Linked DNA regions of Zea mays: region 1 is linked to region 2. A link is a contact called in public Hi-C data. All regions are on one chromosome and are shown on one strand. The core of a region is the stretch at or near the end of the contact, and the rest is flanking DNA. Distances in the headings are between cores, read along the strand shown. Region 1 has its middle 15 kb from the start of TRNAK-CUU. Region 2 holds the start of LOC100274850.

What was found. A called contact is a pair of places that touch in the nucleus more often than the background predicts.
Region 1: a Hi-C map of leaf shows a contact between it and region 2, with 5 times the contacts expected there. The contact joins the enhancer-like site here to the promoter of LOC100274850 in region 2. A contact is called at or near these places in 3 of 25 Hi-C or Micro-C datasets (ear and leaf).

Annotation. Positions count from the first base shown.
Region 1 is chr6:104,620,382-104,627,319 of Zm-B73-REFERENCE-NAM-5.0, reverse strand. It overlaps the pseudogene LOC109940347. Among protein-coding and RNA genes, the nearest start is that of TRNAK-CUU, 15 kb to the left of the region's middle. Within about 2 kb of position 2,564, at least 20 of the 20 cell types and tissues checked have an H3K27ac peak or open chromatin away from gene starts, as enhancers often do. A contact at or near this core is called in ear and leaf, where this site is marked.
Region 2 is chr6:104,553,710-104,561,112 of Zm-B73-REFERENCE-NAM-5.0, reverse strand. LOC100274850 reads right to left here and starts at 3,373. Exons shown (of 1, transcript NM_001149114.1): 1 at 2,274-3,373. The coding sequence starts at 3,206. The coding sequence ends at 2,751.

The DNA.
Region 1 (6,938 bases), core at 1,315-3,814, 67 kb before region 2:
CCTCCTCCGTCGGCAGGGGAGAGGACGGGGTGAGCTCGAATGTTGTTCTTCCACCACGCGGGGAAGACGTCGTCGATTCCGCCGCCGGCGGGCGGGCTGTTGGCCGCCATTGTCGCTGTCGCACGGCGGTGGAAGGAGTATCATGTCGTAGCTGCCGTCGAGGGACACGAACTCAAGACTCCCGAAACGGAGCACCGTCCCGGGTTGGAGAGGTTGCTGGAGACTGCCCATCTGGAGCTTGACGGGAAGCTGTTCGTCAACACGCAGCAGACCCCTACCTGGCGCGCCAACTGTCGGCGTTTCGAGACCGGGGGGTCCCTAAGCCGACGAGTGAAATGTCGCCGCGTGCCCCAGCCCAGATGGGTCGGCGCGAGGCCGAGCGTGAAGGGGGGAAGTGAGGTGGCCGGAGATGGGCGAGAGAGAGGTAGAAATCCCGTGGCCTTCGTGTTCGGCCCGTGCCCAGGTCGGGTGCGCTTGCAGTAGGGGGTTACAAGCGTCCACACGGGAGAGGGAGCGAGCGGCCTTGCGCGAGCGCCTGTCTCGTCCTCGTCCCCGTGCGGCCAACCCTCTCTAAGAGGGCCCTGGTCCTTCCTTTTATAGGCGTAAGGAGAGGATCCAGGTGTACAATGGGGGTGTAGCAGAGTGCTACGTGTCTAGCGGAGGAGAGCTAGCGCCCTAAGTACACGCCATCGTGGCGGCCGGAGAGATTTTGGCGCCCGGTTTGTGTGATGTCGTGGCCGTCGGAGGAGCGCTGGAGCCTGGCGGAGGGACAGCTGTCGGGGCTGTCGAATCCTTGCTGACGTCCTCTTGCTTCCGTAAGGGGGCCGAGAGCCGCCATCGTCAGGGAGCGTGCGGGGCACCATCATTGCCCATCTGGCGGAGCGAGCCAGATGGGACGCCGGTCTTGTTCCCCGTAGCCTGAGTCAGCTTGGGGTAGGGTAATGATGGCGCCTCCTGTTGACGTGGCCGGCCCGCGCCCTAGGTTGGGCGAAGCGAAGGCTCCTCTGAGGTCGAGGTCGAGTCCGTCTTCCGTGGCCGAGGTCGAGTCCGAGCCCCTAGGTCGGGCGAGGCGGAGGCCGTTGGCTGAGGCCAGGGCGGAGTTCGAGTCCTGGGGTCGGGCGAAGCGGAGTTCGTCGTCTTCTGGGGCTGAGCCCAAGTCCGAGCCCTGGGTCGGGCGGAGCGAAATTCGTCGTCTTCTGGGGCTGAGCCCAAGTCCGAGCCCTGGGTCGGGCGGAACGGAGTTCGCCGTCTTCCGGGGCTTAGCCCGAGTCCGAGCCCTGGGTCGGGCGGAGCGGAGTTCGCCGTCTTCCGGGGCTTAGCCCGAGTCCGAGCCCTGGGTCGGGCGGAGCGGAGTTCGCCGTCTTCCGGGGCTTAGCCCGAGTCCGAGCCCTGGGTCGGGCGAAGCGGAGCTTCCTATGGTGCCTGCGGCCGGGCCTGACTGCCTGTCAGCCTCACTCTGTCAAGCGGCACCGCAGTCGGAGCGGCGCAGGCGGCGCTGTCTTTCTGTCAGACCGGTCAGTGGAGCGGCGAAGTGACGGCGGTCACTTCGGTTCTGTCGGCTGAGGGGCGCGCGTCAGGATAAAGGTGTCAGGTCACCTTTGCATTAAATGCTCCTGCGATTTGGTCGGTCGGTGCGGCGATTCGGTCAGGGTTGCTTCTTGGCGAAGACAGGGCCTCGGGCGAGCCGGAAATATGTTCGCCGCTGGAGGGGGGCCTCGGGCGAGGCGGAGATCCCCCGGGGTCGGATGCCCTTGTCCGAGGCTAGGCTCGGGCGAGGCGTGATCGAGTCCCTCGAATGGACTGATCCCTGACTTGATCGCACCCATCAGGCCTTTGCAGCTTTATGCTGATGGGGTTACCAGCTGAGAATTAGGAGCCTTGAGGGTACCCCTAATTATGGTCGCCGACAAATATATTACAAGTTATAATTTAATTTACTCATAATGTAGAATGATGATTTTATATTTAAAATTTATATAATGTTAATTCACCAAATAATGCAACGATAAGTATCATAATATGGCTCGCGAGCCGAGCCGGCTCGCGAGCCAAGGTCGAGCCGAGCCGAGCCTCTTTCGTCAGCTCATGAAATGGACGAGTCGAGTCGAGCCGAGCTCGTTAAGGCACCGAACCGCATCGAGCCGAGCCGGCTCGGCTCGTTTCCAGCCCTACATGCGGGAGTATTCTTAAGATGGCATTCTGCATGGAGATGACCTATGGGCTCGCAGGCTAGCATCAGTAGGTATCTGCTTGTTTTTGAGTTGTCAGGGGTAATCTTTTTATGTAGCTCTGATGATTAACAGATAAAGGACGTGTGGCTGAATGTTTTGTTCTAGTTTGTACCTTATAGAACAGTTGTGATCGATCCTTGTCGGCTGTTGCTTAGGTAAAGTCGGGGTCAAGATTATAGCTAGACTAGAACTAGAATCCAATGCCACAAACGCTGCAGCCAGAAGGATATAAACTGTGAGAGGCGGACGGGCCGAAATTACACACGTTGTATTTTTACTACTCCCGCATTGGGCCTACGACAATAGGCCTAGTTATGTCACGGTGAAAGTGGATTGTCAAGCCAGAGAGAGCCTTTTGGGCCTAAAACCGGCCTACACAAAGCCTAGGCGGACAAGATGCGCCGTGCCAGCGAGAAATTTCCAGCCGCGAACAAAGTAGTTCGAAAAAAAGCTGACAACTACAGTCCCTTCGCTTTAACAGCTGCGTCAATCAGTGGTGTGCTTCAAAGCTGAAATCATCAAAAAAAAAAGGCAACAAATGAATAGGAACTAACACGCTGAGGCTGAGCAAATGGAGAAATGAATAAAGGGATTCCTTTTTTAGCCCGTGAATTAAATAAAAAAATATAAACTAAACAACAGCAGCACGACGATGATGGATGACGACGATGACGATGAACGGGGAAATCAGGCTTTCGATTTCCGGTTTTTTTAAGAAGAAACAAGGAGGGGGAATCAATCATTTACAAGACGAGGTCAGCTGCCATCAACACCCCCCATTAGTCCCATACACAGTGCAGGTTTCTGAACCGTGCAAGTGGTAAGTCCAAGAAGTACACAAATCAGCAAGAGCAAGTGGTAGGAATACTTGGGTTATCTGAACATTTCGTACATCATCAGCTCAGCTAACTTCCTGCCACCCAAAAGTTTCAAGAGACCCACCGAAGCGATTATTCCCAGACGCAAGCTTGTCCGACGCAGCCACCGGCCTCCATGCATGCATAAGCATAACTGATCGAGTGGATGAAGGAAACCGGTCAACATCATGACAGCCATTCTGAAAAATTGTGTAATGTTCACTGGTTCTCGCTTATTTGCTCAATCAGTCCTCGCTTATTTCCGTAGTAGGAACTTGCTCTAATTATGTAGACCCTGAGCTTTGTTTGCTCAATCAGCTGGAAGACCACCAGGCAATCTCCATCCAGCAGGGTGATCATCTCGTCACGCTTGGGGCAGGTACTTCCGGCAGAAATGAGTCGATCGGAAATATACTCATTCCTTGTATGCCACTGGCCCCACATGTCATAGACACCAAAAAATATACCTATATGCCACTCAGTGGCACACAAGGGATGAGTATAAAATCTGATGGCATGCCAGGAATTTTCTCAACTAAAAGCCCGCGGTGACATGGGACTGGCCGACTGGGTCGTGGGCTTGATGAAGATGGGGAAGCTGGAGTCCAGCTCTTGCTCCAGATCCTCCGCCTTAGAGATGGCGTAGGTAGCTCCTCGCCTCGTCGGTCGCGTACACCCGGTTGGCCAGATCCCTTAGAGGCGGCGGCCTCTCTGATGGCAGCATGCAGAGAGGTGGTGGAGCTGCAGCTCCTCCAGCTTCCGTTTGTTCGCCTCCACCTGCTGCTCCTCAGCTCGTACGGCGTCGCTTGCGCCATCTCTCTTCTATCTCCCGTCTCCCTTCTGTTCCCCACTTCGATTTCTCTGTGGGTGGTTTTCGAAGGCGAACGGAATGGAGGAGCAGAGGAGGAGAGGAGAGGAGAGGAGGAGGAGGAGGAGGAGGCGGCGGCGGCGAAATAATAATAATTCTTTCGATTTCCTTTTCCAGCGTCGTCTCGAAATTCTTTTTTTCGAGGGCCAGATGGAATTTGTGGCCCAGTAATAAGCAGGTAGGACCAAAGTACAAGGCGTGGTCAGGTCGACGGACGCACACGGCAGGCATGTGCCGGCCGGACCAAATGATTCGGTGTACCTCTGCACGCTGCCGGCCGGTAGGCGAGAGCGAGCTCCAGAGCCCCCTCATCGTCAGTCATCACCGGCGACCGCGACATGCCATCATTTATGCTTCTGCAATGCACCCTCAGATCCCCAACACCATTCTCGATTCAGCAACCACAGGCCCAATGCTGCCTAAGGGCTAAGGCTACCCCATCCGGATGAACTGATGGAGATGGTCTTGTTTTGGATAGTTCGTTCCTCCAAAGATCTTTTAATTTTGGGGGCATATTAACGTAAAAAAAATGTCTTTGGCTCCCGGCACTAGAATGGTGATCGTGTGCGCTGTGCGCACAGTAAATAGTATCTTCAGAGGTTATAGATTTCGGTGGCAGCTAACGTGATGGGAAAAAAACACAGATCCTTGGCGTGTTGTCCGTGGCGAATACTGCGAGGCCCGCGCTATATATAATACCTAGCTGACAAGACAGAGAGGAGCGGAGTTGTTTGAACCAGAAATGAGCAAGCGGACGGTCCGGCCCTGAGGCCGGACGGTCCGCGCCTGTGGGCCGTACGGTCCGCGCATGCGCAGAACAGATTAGGGTTCCGAGTTTTGTGCTACGGTTGTTAGTTATATTCGCGGGATGAGCTCGGAATCAGTTGTGTAAAGGGTCTAGCCCCCCTCCTCTATAAATAGAGAGGTCTACGGCCGATTTGTAATCATCAATCGAATCAATACAACTTCTATTTCACATTTTATCCTAGGAGTAGTTCTAGTCTAGTTTAGGTTTAGCTATCCAATCCCCAAATTCTTCGGCTCTCTTCGGCTCTACGCCGATTAGAGGAGTCTAGGTCGGCCGGCCCGAGCCTAGACACCACCTAGGATCTCTCCTCCCCGACGGGGTCCCTCCCGGGAGCAAGATCCAGGCGCCGTCGGCGACTTCCGCCGCCTCTGCGTACGCGCGGACCGTCCGGCCCCCAGGGCGCGGACCGTCCGGCCGTCAGGCAGAGAAGCCCTAGCCGCGCACCAGGCCGCGGACCGTCCAACCCTAGGCCGCGGACAGTCCGCCCCTGCGCAGAGAGTACCACCGCGCCTCGCACCAGGCCGCGGACCGTCCGGCCCTGCGCGCGGACCGTCCGGCCCCGCGCGCGGACCGTCCGCCCCTGTGCAGAGGGCACCACCACGGTTCTTGTTGAGTGTTTGACGCTCCGGAAAGGCGTCAACATACTTTTTGGCGACTCCGTTGGGGAAGTACATATCTAAGCTCATCAAATCGGCCCTCAATGGCCGGTTCAAGGGATAGCTCTGATATTTCTCCAAGCAACATCATAGAGCTGACTTGGGAAACCTTGCCGGCTGACGAGCAGCTCCAGTTCGAGGAGCACAAGGAGCGGATGATCCAGGAGGCGAAAGCAAAGTTCTTGGCCAACTTCAAAGTGGACAGGAACAACAAGGTCGTCCGACATCGGGCGACGGATCCGGCTTCGCTCCAACCCACGCCAGATATCCCCAATGTAAGTAATACCAACGATCTGCAATCTCTTAGAAATTATGTAGAAGATCAGCGTGAACAAATGCAGAACATCATAGGGGGGTATGCAAAGCGATCTTAAGAGACTAGTACGTGCATTTGATAAATCTAGTATCACAAATTTTCCTTCGCACGAGGTTGAGTTAGGAGGTAACACGCGTAACACATCGGCTACAGGTTGTCACGACCAGTCACAACCCCTTTATGGGATGTCGATGGACACATACCCTGAGCAACCGCAAATCGGCAGCAAATCAGCCGATCTGCACATGCCCGGACCGTCCGCACGTGAGCGCGGACCGTCCGGACCAACAACAGTCGGGCCGATTTTTAATGAGTTACCTAGATATGCGCCCGAACCACCACACACGACACATAATCTAAACTACCCAGTCGGACCGTCCGCGTACAACAACAGACGGTCCGCACATAATCACGGACGGTCCGAGCCAATGTCTGGACAGTCCGCACATGACCTTTTTGAGGAGGATTGTTACCGGAATCCTCACCCGTCCCACCAGCACTTCCCATCGCACTATACAATGCATCAACCCATTAATTCAAGATCCAGAGCCCAGGAAAGCTTTCCGGCCCCACCCAGGAGGCCGGAAAGAAATGATCAAACCTATGACCCACATAGGGCAAATGAAAATGCACCACGTAACTCAAACCAATGGGGGGAAAGACAACATGCTAATATCCAGCCAACCCCACCTATGTTTGACCAGAGAGCCGGTGGTCTCGCACCGGCTGCCATTGATATAGTAAGGGAAGAAATAGCCGGGGCGTTCTGAGATAAGCTCGGAGTAAGCATGGTTCCTGGGGGGCAATCATATCGGAAACCTTATGACAGTCGATTTGATCACCACCCATACCCAAAGGGAACCAGGATACCCGAATTCGCAAAATTTTCGGGTGATCAAGGGAAAAACACACGCGAACATATAGGCCAGTTCTTAGCACAATTGGGAGAATTGGCCGACACAGAGGCATTTCGCGTACGTTTATTTTCATTATCGCTAACAGGAACCGCGTTTGCATGGTATGCCACTTTACCTCCTAATTCCATTTCATCATGGGGGGATCTAGAACAAAAATTTCATGATCATTTTTTCTCCGGTGACTATGAGTTGGATTTGGTAGATTTAGTGTCGTTGCGATAGACAAAAGATGAATCGGTTAATGATTACATCCGGAGATTCCGAGATACAAGAAACCGATGCTTT
Region 2 (7,403 bases), core at 2,124-4,623:
ATACATGGTGATTGATCATAAATACACCTAAAAGTAGCATTAAGGTCGTGCATTAAAAAATTAACATAGATGCTAGTATGAATCAACATAAGCAACCATAAATGTTTACATGTGCGAAAGCCATAAATGGTAACAGACTTGAGACATACGGGGAAAGCAAAGCCAAAAATCAGATGCAAAGAGCAATCTAGAAAGGCAGCCACAATTTTACAGGTGAGTGGGCGAGTGGGTGTTGGGGACAGGTGGGGTATGGATTTATCTGTTACAAGCTATCTATAGACATTTTAAAATTAAAATAAAGAAAGATCCACCTTTTCTTTTCTGATGAGCTTGCACCCTTGTACTGGACCAATGCTTTGGAAGACTTCCTGCAGTACTGCGTCCGTCACTTGAAGATGGATATTGCCAACATACCTATTGAGAATGTGATCGATGAGCACAAAAAGGATAAATGTAGATTAAGAAGCTAGAAGAACATACAGACATTGTGAAGCAATAGAACATGAACGCCTTACCCATCAATAAAATCAAATGATGGCAATAAACTGTCAAGGTAGATTAAGAAGATCGAAGTCTGCTCTGGCAAATCTACCTTGATAGGCAATATCATGTATGCAGAAAGCAACCTACACGATCACAGTTCAGTTGCCGGGACGCGGGGTCAGTAAGGCGTCCAGGCTGCGGACGGCGGCCGTGTGGCCTTCGTCGGAGCCGCGGCGAATGGGCATGCAGGTGGAATTTTCGTTGTCGTCGGGGGTCAAAGAAGAAGTCGAGGAGAGGCGGGTGCAGCGCGGGAAGAGCGGACGGCGGCCAGGAAGGCGCGACAGCTGAGGTAGGCACAGACGAGTGAAGGAAGGGGAGGCGGAGGAGGATCTCGCGTGAGGTGCGTCATCACCACCGCGCCGTCCGTGGCCGTCGACGCCACCAGCGACGCCATGCCTCACCGCTATGGGAGGGAGGCAAAGGAAGCACCTGGAGCAGCCTCGGGGAAGCTGGAGATCGACGGCATCGACTAACGGCGGAGAACACAGAATAGATCTCCGCGTCCCTGGCACAGCTCTAGATCTTGGCATCCCTGGCACAGTCCTGGATCTCGGCGTCACTAGCGCAGCCTCGCCACATGCCCCTCGACGACGGGACTGGGCCACTGGGGACTGGGGAGAAGATTGAGATGGACTGGGAAGGAAACGTACCTGCAGGCTGGCGCCGCCGCGTCATGGATGGAGTCGCCGCGTCGGGGATGGAGGAGGAGTCGAGGGGGAGTGGAGGAGGAGCCGCCGCATCCGAGAGCTCCAAGGCTGGCGACGGCTAGGGTTTGGAATGAGGGCGATTGGCAATTTGGTGTGACCTGGGGGTGAATTGGGTAGCACTCGGGCTCGCCCAGCTGGGCCTCCAGAGGTTCGGACCTCTGCCACGCACAGGTTAGTCAGACCGAATGGTATGACCAGGACTCTCTCTAGTTATAAGAAGCACAGGGCTCATATATATATATATATATATATATATATATATATATATATATATATATATATATATATATATATATAAAGAGGCAAAATATGGCTTTCTCAGAATTTTCTCGCCAGATTCTCCAGCTAGGCTAGGGCCAGGCTTTTCCAGGATGACCAGGCAGAGAGGCAGCAGCAGGTCTACCGTCTAATCTACACACTCGCACATTCATTTTGATTGATCCTGCTGCATGCGTTCTTTCTCCATCGAGGCAGATCAAACTTTGAATACTCTGGAAATCGTACGTAACAGTTCGAGGAATGGGCGAATCATTAAACCATCGGCCCTCAAGCCTGCTCAGATCTGAGCAGCTGCGCCGTGCCTGCTCAACTGCCCTTTTTTCTTTCCCTGCAGATCTGTTGTGCCCTCTGAATCTTGCATGCATGCACTGCACTGCACTGCACTGCACGCACCCACATCTCTGGTTAGGTTTGGTGCCATCCAAAAAAGGACTGCAGCAAGCGGACACGACACGATTTGGAAGCTCTGGTCAGGAGTCAGGACTCAGGATCAGGACCCTCTTCGATCAGTTTTTACGTCGTTGTCCGGCCCCCCACCTTCTTCTAAGAGCAGAAGGAAAGAAGGAAAATGGCAGAGATTTATTATACTGGCCGCGCGCTTAGTTATTAGTTAACGCTAGCTCAATCCAAGATCCAGTTACCAGAAACCGGAATCTGCAAAGGAAAACGGAAGATATATGCAGACGACACGCCGGATCGAATGGAGCGCGCGCGCAATAAGATCACGCATGAGGAAATTTAATCTGCGCCGGCCGTTGTTTGCATTGGCGCTCCTGCAGAGAAAACTATGCGTTTGCAGGCAGCGAATTTCACAGGAACGACTATGGCCTTTATACACCCTCGACACGCGAAGACGACAACCATGCGCAGCCAACGACGATGTGGTATTTACAATTCGATTATTCAGATCCAGGCAGCTCGAGATCGATCTGAGATTGAGAAGGTAGCGCAATCACTGCAGAAACACTCTGATCTGATCGATTGTACTGGCCGGCCGGCCCGCCCGCCCGCCTTTGGTCGTCGTGTCCTCTGTCTTGTCAGGAAGCCCAAGAATTTGTCCTCCATCGATCGCACTCGCAGCAAATGGCCAATGGCGCGCCGGCGCAACTGATGCGCGCGTGATGCGCTGGCGGATGAATCGGAGGACGAAGAAAGAAAGCATGGCGCGTGGTGGCATGGCATGCATCCTGTCGTGCCGCCGGTGGCATGGCTTGGCTTTCGTCAGCCCACGAGGTGCAGGCGGACCTTCTTGGCGGTGGCGGCCCTGGGCGGCGACCTGCGCGGCACGAACACCGCGGAGAGGTCGTGCGGCACGGGGAAGAAGGCGCGGGCGCAGCAGCAGCGCTTCCTCTTGTTGTCGGGCGGCGGCGCGGCCGGCCTCGCCGGCTTCCGCGGCGCCGGAGGGCACACCGTGGCCGGCCGCAGCAGGCAAGGTGACGCCGCCGGCGTGACGCAGGCGGCGGCGGCGGCGTCGGTACTGTCCAGGGCGCCGCAGCCGCCGTCCAGGCGCGGCATCGGCATCAGCCGGGAGCTCGAGGCCGTTGGCGTGACGCAGCCCGTGTCGGCGGCGTCCGGGCCGTCTTCGGCGTCGTCGCCCGGCGGCCGAGCCGCTGCCGCTGTCTGGATCGGCCGGAGCACGGCCAATTCGGAGAGGTCGTCGAGTTGGACGCCGCCCATCGGACGAATAGTCTAGCACTGAGGACGGTGGGGAGGAGCGAGGATAGCTACTAGCTGGCTGGCTAGCTAGTGCGCCAAGAACGAGCTGGCTAGGTCAAGAAAGATCTGCCCGCAGGCCGGGTCGTCGTCGCGTGAATTGTGATGGACAGGACAGAACAGAACAGAACAGCAGCTAGGTCGCGCAGGCAGTGTGCGTGCTCTTTAATTTGTAGCGGCGGTGCAAAGGAGGGAGAAGGAAGACCCGGCCGGCCGGCAGGCGTGATGGCGAGGAGATGGAGGTGATGATGATGGTGGCAATGGGAAGCAGGCAGAGAGACGAGCGATGAGCCAGCCACTAAAGGAGAGTGAGGTGAGAAGGCAACAGAATTATATGCAGGCAGCAGGGGTAGCTGCTGCAAAACAAAAGGCTGCATGTCAAATAGTCATTAGAGAGAGAGAGAGAGAAAGCTAGGAGGGATCGAGTGATCACAGAGAGGGGGGCCAAGGCCAAGGCCAAGGCCAAGGGGTGGTGGTGGTGGCGTGGACGCGTGGTGCAAATGATTGTGCGGGCAGCAAGAGAGAGAGTAGCTAGGGAGCGGTTTAAACTTTTAGAGGGTGTTTGAGAACAAAGTTTTTCTGCAGTTTTAGAAGAATACTGCAGTATTCTCAAATACTGCAGTATTATATACATAATGGTGTTTGGCAAGCTGGGTAAAATCTCTGTTTTCAAAACTGAAGTATTGCAAATACTATAGTTGTTTTAAGGCATTCTAAACTTAGCTCTGGACCTCAATTTTCAAAACTGCGGTATTATAAACTACGGTACTGTCATAACTAAAGTATAGTATAGTATTTCAAAAACTGTGGTTTTCAAAAACTTTGTTCCCAAACAGAGCCTTATTTGGAACAGATGATCGAGTAGATCGCACCTAGCTTCTTCCATCCATCTCTCTCTCCCACTTGCTGTGCACAAGAAAAAAAAATATTAATAAGGACGAGATAGATGCCACGGATCAGCGGCGCCAGAGCATGCATGCAGGTGGCAGATGGGACGCCGGAGTTTTTACTGCACCGACGACGACACCGCCATGCATGCACCGTCGCCTGTACTGTACAGCACTGCGCTGGTAGCTGACCGCGAGCTCACCGCAAGAATGTTCCTCACTATATATGCATGCTCGTGTGTTGTGTTACTACATGGTAGTGAAGTGGGTGGTGAATGCACATGCCGTTGTAGTACTTTTGCTCGTCTGATCGTCATCGTTCGGCAGCGCTAATCCATACACGTCGCACTACTACTGTGTATATATAGGGTACAGACCCTGGTCATATATAGCCAGTGCTACTAGCTTCCAAGCTAGGGGTTAGATGGATCTAATAATCAACTCTGCCCTCTCTGTCTGGTGGGTGCTGTCCGTATACTAACTGCTCCTCCTTTTTAATTTGGTGCCTCACTACATATTCATTAATCAATATAGAGTATATTGTATATATATAGCATACTACTGTACTAAAGTAATCATTTTTCAAGCCGTGACTAGTTAGTGGCCTGCTAATTCCATGCTAACTAAACTGACATAGATAGATGAACTGAGAGCAGGAGGTGGAGTTATGCATGTGGGTCCATTTTTCAGTTGTTTTGGCTTGGGAGCACGGCCGCTGCCATGTGGGTCCCGTGCGTCGTTGCCGTAGACCGTAGTGGGCTTCACGCCGGCGCCGTGTGTTGTGGGGGGCAGACGCATGCAGGCCCTGGTAATTTCCGGCCTCTGCGCCAGTTATGGGTCCATCCAGGCCGTCCAGTTCCAGTAGCATCATCCACCCATCCGCGTCGATCTATCGCCAGCAGACAGCTCGATTGTTCTGTTTGCTTTTCACGGCTGCCAGGTACTAGCAGCAGTAGCAGCTGCTGTTGCTGTCAAGGCGATCGCGACAAGCTAGCAGCGCGCGGCTCCGGGGCTTCAGTTTCTCAGCAGCCCGATGGAATGGAATCTAGCCCTAATAATAACTGCATGTCTAAATCCTCGTGGTAACTTACAAACGCTAACCAACCTTTTTAGTTTTTCCTCTTTGTGCAACGACTGTAAATTGCTCGGGTACGTACAGCGGACAGACGACTCTTCTATATATATACAAACGAATTTGAAATAAACGGCCAGCAATTTGATTCATGATTTTTTTTTTTTCGCTGAAGACGACGGGATGAATTATTATGGCATGTCGTCAGGTCGTAATAAACGCATGGAGCCGGCGGGTGGCATACACAGTATAGTAGTGTGCATTACGGCCGGCCCCGAGCGTGCAGTGCAGGATATGTCGACCCCGTCCCGGCCCGATCCATTCCCAGCCGGCCGATCGTGAGCGAGACGTACGGCAGCAGCGCAGCTAGCGCGTGTTAATTTTTGGCCACTCTCTTGCTGACTTGCATGCACGCACGCACGTAGGCTGCTGGACGCCGTACGGACCGTCCACCTGCATATATACGATACGACGGACGGGATGCATTTATGCATGCATATGCACGATCCGCGCCATGCATTGATGCGTGCATGCATGATGCGTGCACGTAAAAGGATACTGATGCAGTTTTAATTTAGTTTTTTTTCACAAGTTAATAAATGGGTCCGTATATAACTAAAAAATAAACATTGACGATTTGAAAATAAAAACTGTTGTTATCATAAGACTAGTTCTAGTAGTAGTATATGCTTTTTTTACAACAAATTAATTAATTCAGAAAGATAGATATATACTGATACTATTTACGATCGAATTTAAGATATAACATATGTTTGCATTGCCGGGGGCCTGCATGCATACACGCACGCCGCACGCGCATGTATCGTCTATCGCCCCGCCTGTCACAGCATGGCCATTTTTTTTAAAAGTGCCTGATGAATCGTTTTCGTCAGACGTGCATGCAGGTAGCAGTAGCAGCGCAGCAGAAGCCACGAGCGAGAGTGATCCAGGGCTCCAGGCCCTGGGCAGGGAGGAGTTTAAAAACCAAGCTTCTTTGTAGTAGTTGTAGGCTTCAGTGCCGCCGCGCGCGCTTCAGCTTCTTCATTCAGCTAGCTACCATGCAGCATGATGGCGTCATTCATCCATATCCGTCCTCATCCACCTGCCCGCCCGTCGCGGCCCCATGGTAACAAGGATTCACTGTGGGCTCTGCTCTCCGACCCCATGGTAAGATGCCGATTTTCACTTGTTGGTTCGATCGGTCATGCATCTAGGGATGAAAACGGTCGGAAACGGTATTTATTCGGTAATCAGTTTTTTCTTTGATTGCGAATAAATAGGATATAGAATATACAATAAAAATTTGTATTCTTGTTTTTAACATCCATCTTGTTAAGATTCATAAAAGGTAAACCTCAAATTCATCCTACATTTTCTCAAATAATAGATATAAACTTCGGTATGGATTCGGAAACAAATTCGGTAATTTTTTCAACGTTTTGTGTTGTAGGGAGCAAATAATACATAAAACAACTTATATAATATTTTATTCATATTTGTACTAATGTGCTTGATAACATAATAAAAGATCAACATCAAATTTTATACATATCTATTTTAAAATATTAAATTTGTTCTAACAGTTCGGATTACCACTTTCATCCCTACATGCATCCGTCAGCTGAGCACAAGTGGACGAGAGGTTAGCTAACGCATGCTTTATATATTAACAACTCCTCACGTAATTTCTACCACGTATAGTACTGTCAATGTGGAACGGCAGCACACTAGCTAGTCTGTCTCTGTGTCCCTGACTCCCTGTAGCCGGCAGGCCAATAAAATTAAACGACGCTAGGACAGGAAAAAGACAGCAGCAGGAACGATAGCGAGAGGGCCACCGCAACCGATTCGATTCAATGCATCCTCCGATCCGCTGTTGGGTTCATTCAAAAAGTACGCGCTTCCTCCGGGTTTTTTTATTATTTTTTGACGTACTCCACCTTTAATTTGGATCCATCTCATCCATCTATACGGTCCTCGATCTCTTGTTTGAGGAGCAAAAAGAAAAAGAAAAGTTCAAATGGCCTGCTTAAGCTTGCTTGACTGTACAACCAGCTAGGCAGCTAGCTTGGCCAACTGTGCGCTATGAATGGTACTGACTGTGACGCTTCTGTGGGCCAGCGGCCTAGCCCCGCCCCCATAAATTTCATGGCCATCGTTGTTGTTGGGAGCGAGCGAGGGACCAAATCAATTCCATCACTG